Linked DNA regions of Mus musculus: region 1 is linked to region 2. A link is a contact called in public HiChIP or PLAC-seq data. All regions are on one chromosome and are shown on one strand. Each heading gives the region's core, a stretch centred on a gene start, on an enhancer-like site or on the middle of the called end of the contact. The rest is flanking DNA. Distances are from core to core; before and after follow the strand shown. Region 1 overlaps Zfhx3 (zinc finger homeobox 3). Region 2 has its middle 110 kb from the start of Gm39242.

Region 1 (2,962 bases), core at 426-2,925, 820 kb before region 2:
CTGTGCCACACTGTGGTTTTTCTTTTTTTTTTTTTTCTTGTCTCTTAATCTTTTATGAGGGACCTTATGAAAAGCTTTTAGAAAAATACAAGGGAATTCTGCCTACCAGGTCATCTTTATTATTTTAGAATTCTTTATGAAGAAATTACAGCGCTTAATGTTGTAAATGAATATTTAAAACTGGGCCTTCGTGTAGACGCGCAGGTCTGACTCGGGTTATATTTAAGTCGCTGTGATATACTCCAGCTTTAGAAATATTCTTGTCTGCCCGAAAGAGAAGAGTGACTCTCCCCCACCCTGACCCTAGAGGACGGTAATTCCGGGGAGTGCTCAGGACCTTCCGGGTCAGCAAAAAAACTTAGCACACACTGAATAGTGGTGGCTCGTACCGGGTGACTTTGAACAGTAATAGGTCAAAAGTCACTGGGTCCAGGAAGGTCCTCTTGGATGTGGCGCCTGTCCGACTTCAACCTTTTCCAGCTTTTCCCGGGAGGGAGGTGGGTAAACAGCTGGCTTGCACATCTGCAGGGAGCCAGCCACAGCTTGACACTGGTACCATCTCTGTCCTCAAAACAGTTGTTTGTTGTGGCTACTGTTCCTAGCCAGCATTCTGCAACCTGTTCGGTTCTGCCCTCTAGGGCCGGTTTTCCCCTTCCCCTGGACAGATGGGACAATTAAAGATGTACAAGGAATATTTCTTGGTCGTCCAAATACGATTTTCTTGGAATGTCTGAAGGTAAAGCATTTAGGCAACGAGGCTTTTCGAGACCTGGACTTAAGAGCTGTAATACGATTCTGGAATTCATTTGAAAACTTTCCTATCAAGTAAATCAGAGGGTTAAATGATTCAAACGTCACACCAACACAATGTGCAAAATCACCCAGAGACTCTATGACCTTCTCGGTCCATGTTCCTGATTATAAAACTCCACTTAGCTTTTGCTCCAATCACAGAAACAGTAGTTAGGGTCCCAAACTGTAAAGCCAGATGAGCATCCTGCCACTTCTCCAGAACATGAATTATAGTGAAGTTAACAAGATGCAGGAAACAGACAACAGACTTCAGAATACTGGGTAGTTGTTTACACTTGAGTTAGATCCCCTATGTCAATCCATCATGGGGCACCTATTAAGAGTCGCCACAGCCAGTGAGGCAGCTCAGTGCCTACAGGTGCCCGCTTGCCGGGCCTGACCACCTGAGACCAAGGACCCATAGGGCAGAAGGAGAGAATGGACTCTCACAGCTGTCCTCTGACCTCCATACACTGGGCATACAACACGTGCACCCACACACATGCCCACAGAATGAATGAATGAATGAATGAATGTGAACTTCAAAAAAAGTTATCTAATTGGGCTGTCCATGTTTTCCTTCTGCTCCTCTCGGCTCCTGACCCCCTAGAGGGCAGAATGAGAACTGCAAGTCCAGGCACTCCATTATGGCAATGAAGCAGTTCAGCCTGCACTTACTTAATGAGCTCTTGTAAGGAAGCAGGAAGTCTATAAAGTAATTTAAATAACTTCCAGTCCTGAAATAAAGGAAATTAAACTGCTGGCACAAACCTGTCTGATGGACAACTTCTTTGTCCCTCCGATCACATCCACAGTTACAGCTGTCATAGGCCTCTTCCCAAGGCCAGCCCCCAAATTCCTCTCCTATGAAACACACAAAGGCTGCCAGTCTTCAAGCAATCCCAGCCTCGGAAGAGATCCTGAGCCAGGGATGTGGTGTGCCAGGCAGCAAGCGCAAAAGGAGTCGGCCCATGAACCCCACGAGGGGAGGCCTGGTGCTCCGACTGTAGGACCTCAGGCAGATCGCAGAGCTCCGAGGAGCCTCGGCAACAGCAGCGTGACCCGGGGAAGGCTTGGATCTGGCCAAGGGACGGCTGTGATTGTGAGAGGGTCAGATGAGAACAGAGCAACTGAAAGGCAAAATCATGCAGGTATAGTTTGAGCCACCCAGGGCCCTCAGGCCCTGGGATTTCACAACCTGCTCAAGAAGTCCCATCCTGCTGTGGCTTTCCTCCCTACTAAGAATGTTGATTCTCCGTTTCGTCTGAGCGCTTAAATGCAGGTAATTATTTGCCCGGATAATGGCTGGTCCTACTGGATATCATTTTCCTACAGGCAGAGACGGTGGCCTTTCATCTTCTATAAACCCGTGTGACCAGCACACCAAGCAAACCCTTGATGAAGGGGCTGGACTTCACCACCCCGTGGCTACCCAGACATTCACCGAATACCAATAAGCTACCAATGAGCCCTCGACTTTCCACAAGACAAGGCAAATCTCGTAACAAAATGAGACTCGTAACCCCACTGTAAGTCTACAGGGAAGGGGCCAGACTTGGGGGTGGGGGGTTTAAGGACCTCTTTCCCTGCACAAACACCCCGGCTTTCCCACCTGCAACCCTTGAAATGTGCAGACTGCTGTGGCCACAGCGGCTTCACCTGGTGAATCGAAGCTGCTAGATGCTACAGGCTTGTTTCTGGCCATAGAGTTAAGTTTACTTTACTGATAACAATCAACCAGGTATGAACTAGTCTGACCAGTACTGTGGACACAGGATCACTACAAAGATCCCTTTCGTTCCTCTTGGTCCCAAAGCTATTGTTACTGAAGGCCAGTCTGCGAATCTTCAACCCTTCCACCAGAAAGGCTAAGAATGAGGCAGGACTTTCACCACCACCAAAAAAAAGAAGTCACCTTCTATGCAGGGAGGAGAGAGGCTGGTATTCTTAAAAGAGAACCACAGTTCTTGCTCAGAGAGAGACCCATCTAAGCCCCCTTTGAGATGGAAAATCACCAACAGAAACTCAGCGTTGCTTTCTAGAAAGACCCTGGGGCGGCATGGTGGGTCCTGTCTTACGGTTTTGTTCTTTGTACTGCTGGTAACTGAGCCCAGGGCCCCACAGGAAGCCCTTGACCTTCACAGACAGACTCCATGTGAAGCTTCCCTAT
Region 2 (2,886 bases), core at 337-2,836:
TTCTTTCTTTCTTTCTTTCTTTCTTTTTTTTTTCTTTTCTGCTTACTCAAAACCAGAACTGAAGCCCCATGAAAAGGCCTTGTAATCCAGCCTTCTGTGTGATATCACAAATTAGTCATCTTCTCTTTCCTGGAGGTTGCACCGTCCTCTTTTTTTTTTTTTTTTTTTTAAATAAAAGCGGAGGCTAGAGTGGTGTTAGATTTTGACAGTGAAGGGTTTGCACTGATGGACCAAATAATCATGTGCACTGGGCGGGGGGGGGGGGGGGGCTGGGGGTGCAGATCTGGCACTGACCACTTAAAATTCAAATTTCACACTAACGATAAGTGTAATCATCTCAATCAGCACCATCACCATCATCATCATCACAATAAAAAGATGCATTCCGCGAGCCGGTGACATCAATCAACCACGGTGCAGATCAGAAGCAGTTCTCCCCTCTTGCTGGCTCACCCTGGCTGTCTGACACTAGCTTCCCCCTCCCCACCTCGCTGTCCTCCCCACCACCACCCCCACCTCACCCCCAGCTTGGGAGAAGTGATCACATTTAATTCATTACATCATTATGTCATCTCCATACTAATCTGTGCCCTCATACCTCCGCCACTTTGACATGCAAATGAGCTAGGGAAAAAAGCCACACATTAATATAAAAAAGTCACAGCAATCTTGTCATGATTTCCTCCCTCCCAGCCCCACAACACACTCCCTCCAATCTCCACCTCCCCCCCCCCCCACCCCATCTCTCTTTCCAGCACGCTGTGCTCGCGATCAGAGGAAACAACAGCAATCTGTTGAAGATCAGACGCTGAGACAGGGAGGTGGGGGGGAAGATACAACACATACACGTGTCGGCAACGCGGCCAGGAGTCCTATTTACATATTCACATGAGTTCCATTCTCAGACTGCTTAAGCGGGGAAGAAGTTAGGTGGCTCCCCCCACCCCAGCCACCCTCCCAGATCCAAAGAGAGACAAGCTACTGAGAGAAGAACACACGAATACATAGGGAAAGGGGAGGGGGGGCGCTTAGGAAGAGGGAGGGAGAAGGCAGAGAGGGAGACACACCAGCAAGAGACAGAGAGAGGGAAGAAAAGAAAAAAGAAAAGAAAGACTTTCACATCTACCTTACCTCAGCTAGCCTGCTTTCTGTAGCTCGCAAAGGGGGTTCCCTGTGGCTCCTTTACAATTTTTGAGACCCATCCTTCAGGCTCTCTCTCTCTCTCTCTCTCTCTCTCTCTCTCTCTCTCTCTCTCTCTCTCTCTCTCTCTCTCTTCCTCCTCCTCCTCCTCTCTCTGTGTTGTGACTGGGTTTAAAAAAATAAAAAATAAAAAAGACAACTCCATGTTAGGCTCCAGTCAAGGAGGCATCTTGAAGTCCAGGGCTACTGGGGGGCGGGAAGAGAGGAGGAGGGTCATAGCTTAATGCCTTACAAAGGAGAACCTGGGCTCTGTGCTTTAAAACATCTCTCTCGCATACGGTGACTGACAAAGGCAAAAACATATAGGGACTCCATGTGTACTTGGAGACATCTGTACATTTCCCACTAGTCTCCCGGATGCCAGGAATATTCAGATTGGGAGACAAACACATGCAAGACAATTAGGAGTCCCTTCAGGAAACCCCATGGCAGATCCACTTGGCTTGCTGATTGCAGAGGGAGCCAGGCAGCCAGGGGCTTTATTTGCTGAATCACATTTGTGGTAATACCTGGGTAATAATAACAGACAGGCTGGAGATGGGGGCTTCAGCCGCCGCCGTGATTTTCCCAGCTTTGATCAGTTTTCAGCGGTACATTTCTGGTAATGAAAACGTGTGAACATGTCCGCAGATTTTTTTCCCAAGTTCTCTCTCTCTCTCTCTCTCTCTCTCTCTCTCTCTCTCTCTCTCTCTCTCTCTCAATAACTAAAAAGAAATGAGAGAAGTGGGGGGGGGTTGAGGAGAGAGGGGGAAAGGAGAGGGGGGAGAGAGAGATTGCAATTTAATATATATCTACGCACTAATAATAAAAGCCCTTTCTCTATATATTCTTTATGAAGAGCAAGATTGGTATGATCTGAAAACAGAGGACCAAGGCAGACGCATCTGATTTTCTAGTGGCCCACTGTATAGCATTACCCTAATTGACTTTATTAGCTCTGGTGAGATGCTACCGTCCCTCCAAAGAACCTGCCTTGGAGGACAGCGACACACAGCACTGAGGAACGGAAGCTGATTCCAGGAAATTAAGTACTGCTCTATTCAAGTGAAAGGAATAAAAAATTTTCAAAACATTTGAATGGTGGGGGAGTTGAGTCCTATCTCTCAACCAGTTCATTTCAACCGGGGTGGGGGGGGCGGGGGGCAGGGAGACATCAGCTGTCCGAGGAACCTTTAACAGGATTGTGATTCTGAAAACTGGCTTGGGGGTGGTGGTGGGAGGGGGTGTTTGAAAACTGGTTTGCTGCATCAGTCAAAAACTTAAACGCCATAGACAGTGTTAAGCTGGAGCAGGGAAGCAGGGGGCAAATACTACCTTGGTGAATGTGTAAGTCCTGTGCAAATGTACATTCACCAACTAATGTGAGCATTATAAAAATGGGATAATTCTAGAGTAATGTCAATATAGGGATATATGTGTGTGTGTGTATATATGCATATACATATACACACACATATATGTATGTGTGTGTGTATATATATATATATAAAGAGAGAGAGAGAGAGAGGTCAGACACAAGGACCCAAAGGCAAGTCATTATATAAATGACCACACATGTCACATACAGGAGATTAGCTTTATATATCTACAACTGACAGGATGGAAGGAAGAGGAAGGGAACAAGAAGGAAGTATGTATGTGTATATATATGTGCATGCATGAATGCATGTGTATGTATGTATATGT

What was found. HiChIP or PLAC-seq counts read pairs in DNA pulled down with a chosen protein or histone mark.
Region 1: a contact with region 2 is called in an H3K4me3 HiChIP or PLAC-seq map of embryonic forebrain, with 4 times the contacts expected there. The contact joins two enhancer-like sites. A contact is called at or near these places in 1 of 39 promoter capture datasets (neural stem cells) and 7 of 115 datasets of contacts at active chromatin or transcription factors (astrocytes, craniofacial prominence, embryonic basal ganglia and 4 more).

Annotation. Positions count from the first base shown.
Region 1 is chr8:108,758,399-108,761,360 of GRCm38.p6, reverse strand. All of the region lies in intron 1 of Zfhx3 (zinc finger homeobox 3), which reads right to left. Among named protein-coding and RNA genes, the nearest start is that of Zfhx3, 45 kb to the right of the region's middle. Within about 2 kb of position 1,675, at least 79 of the 459 cell types and tissues checked have an H3K27ac peak or open chromatin away from gene starts, as enhancers often do. A contact at or near this core is called in embryonic basal ganglia and embryonic forebrain, where this site is marked.
Region 2 is chr8:107,940,946-107,943,831 of GRCm38.p6, reverse strand. No RefSeq gene overlaps it. Among named protein-coding and RNA genes, the nearest start is that of Gm39242, 110 kb to the right of the region's middle. Within about 2 kb of position 1,586, at least 20 of the 459 cell types and tissues checked have an H3K27ac peak or open chromatin away from gene starts, as enhancers often do. A contact at or near this core is called in embryonic basal ganglia and embryonic forebrain, where this site is marked.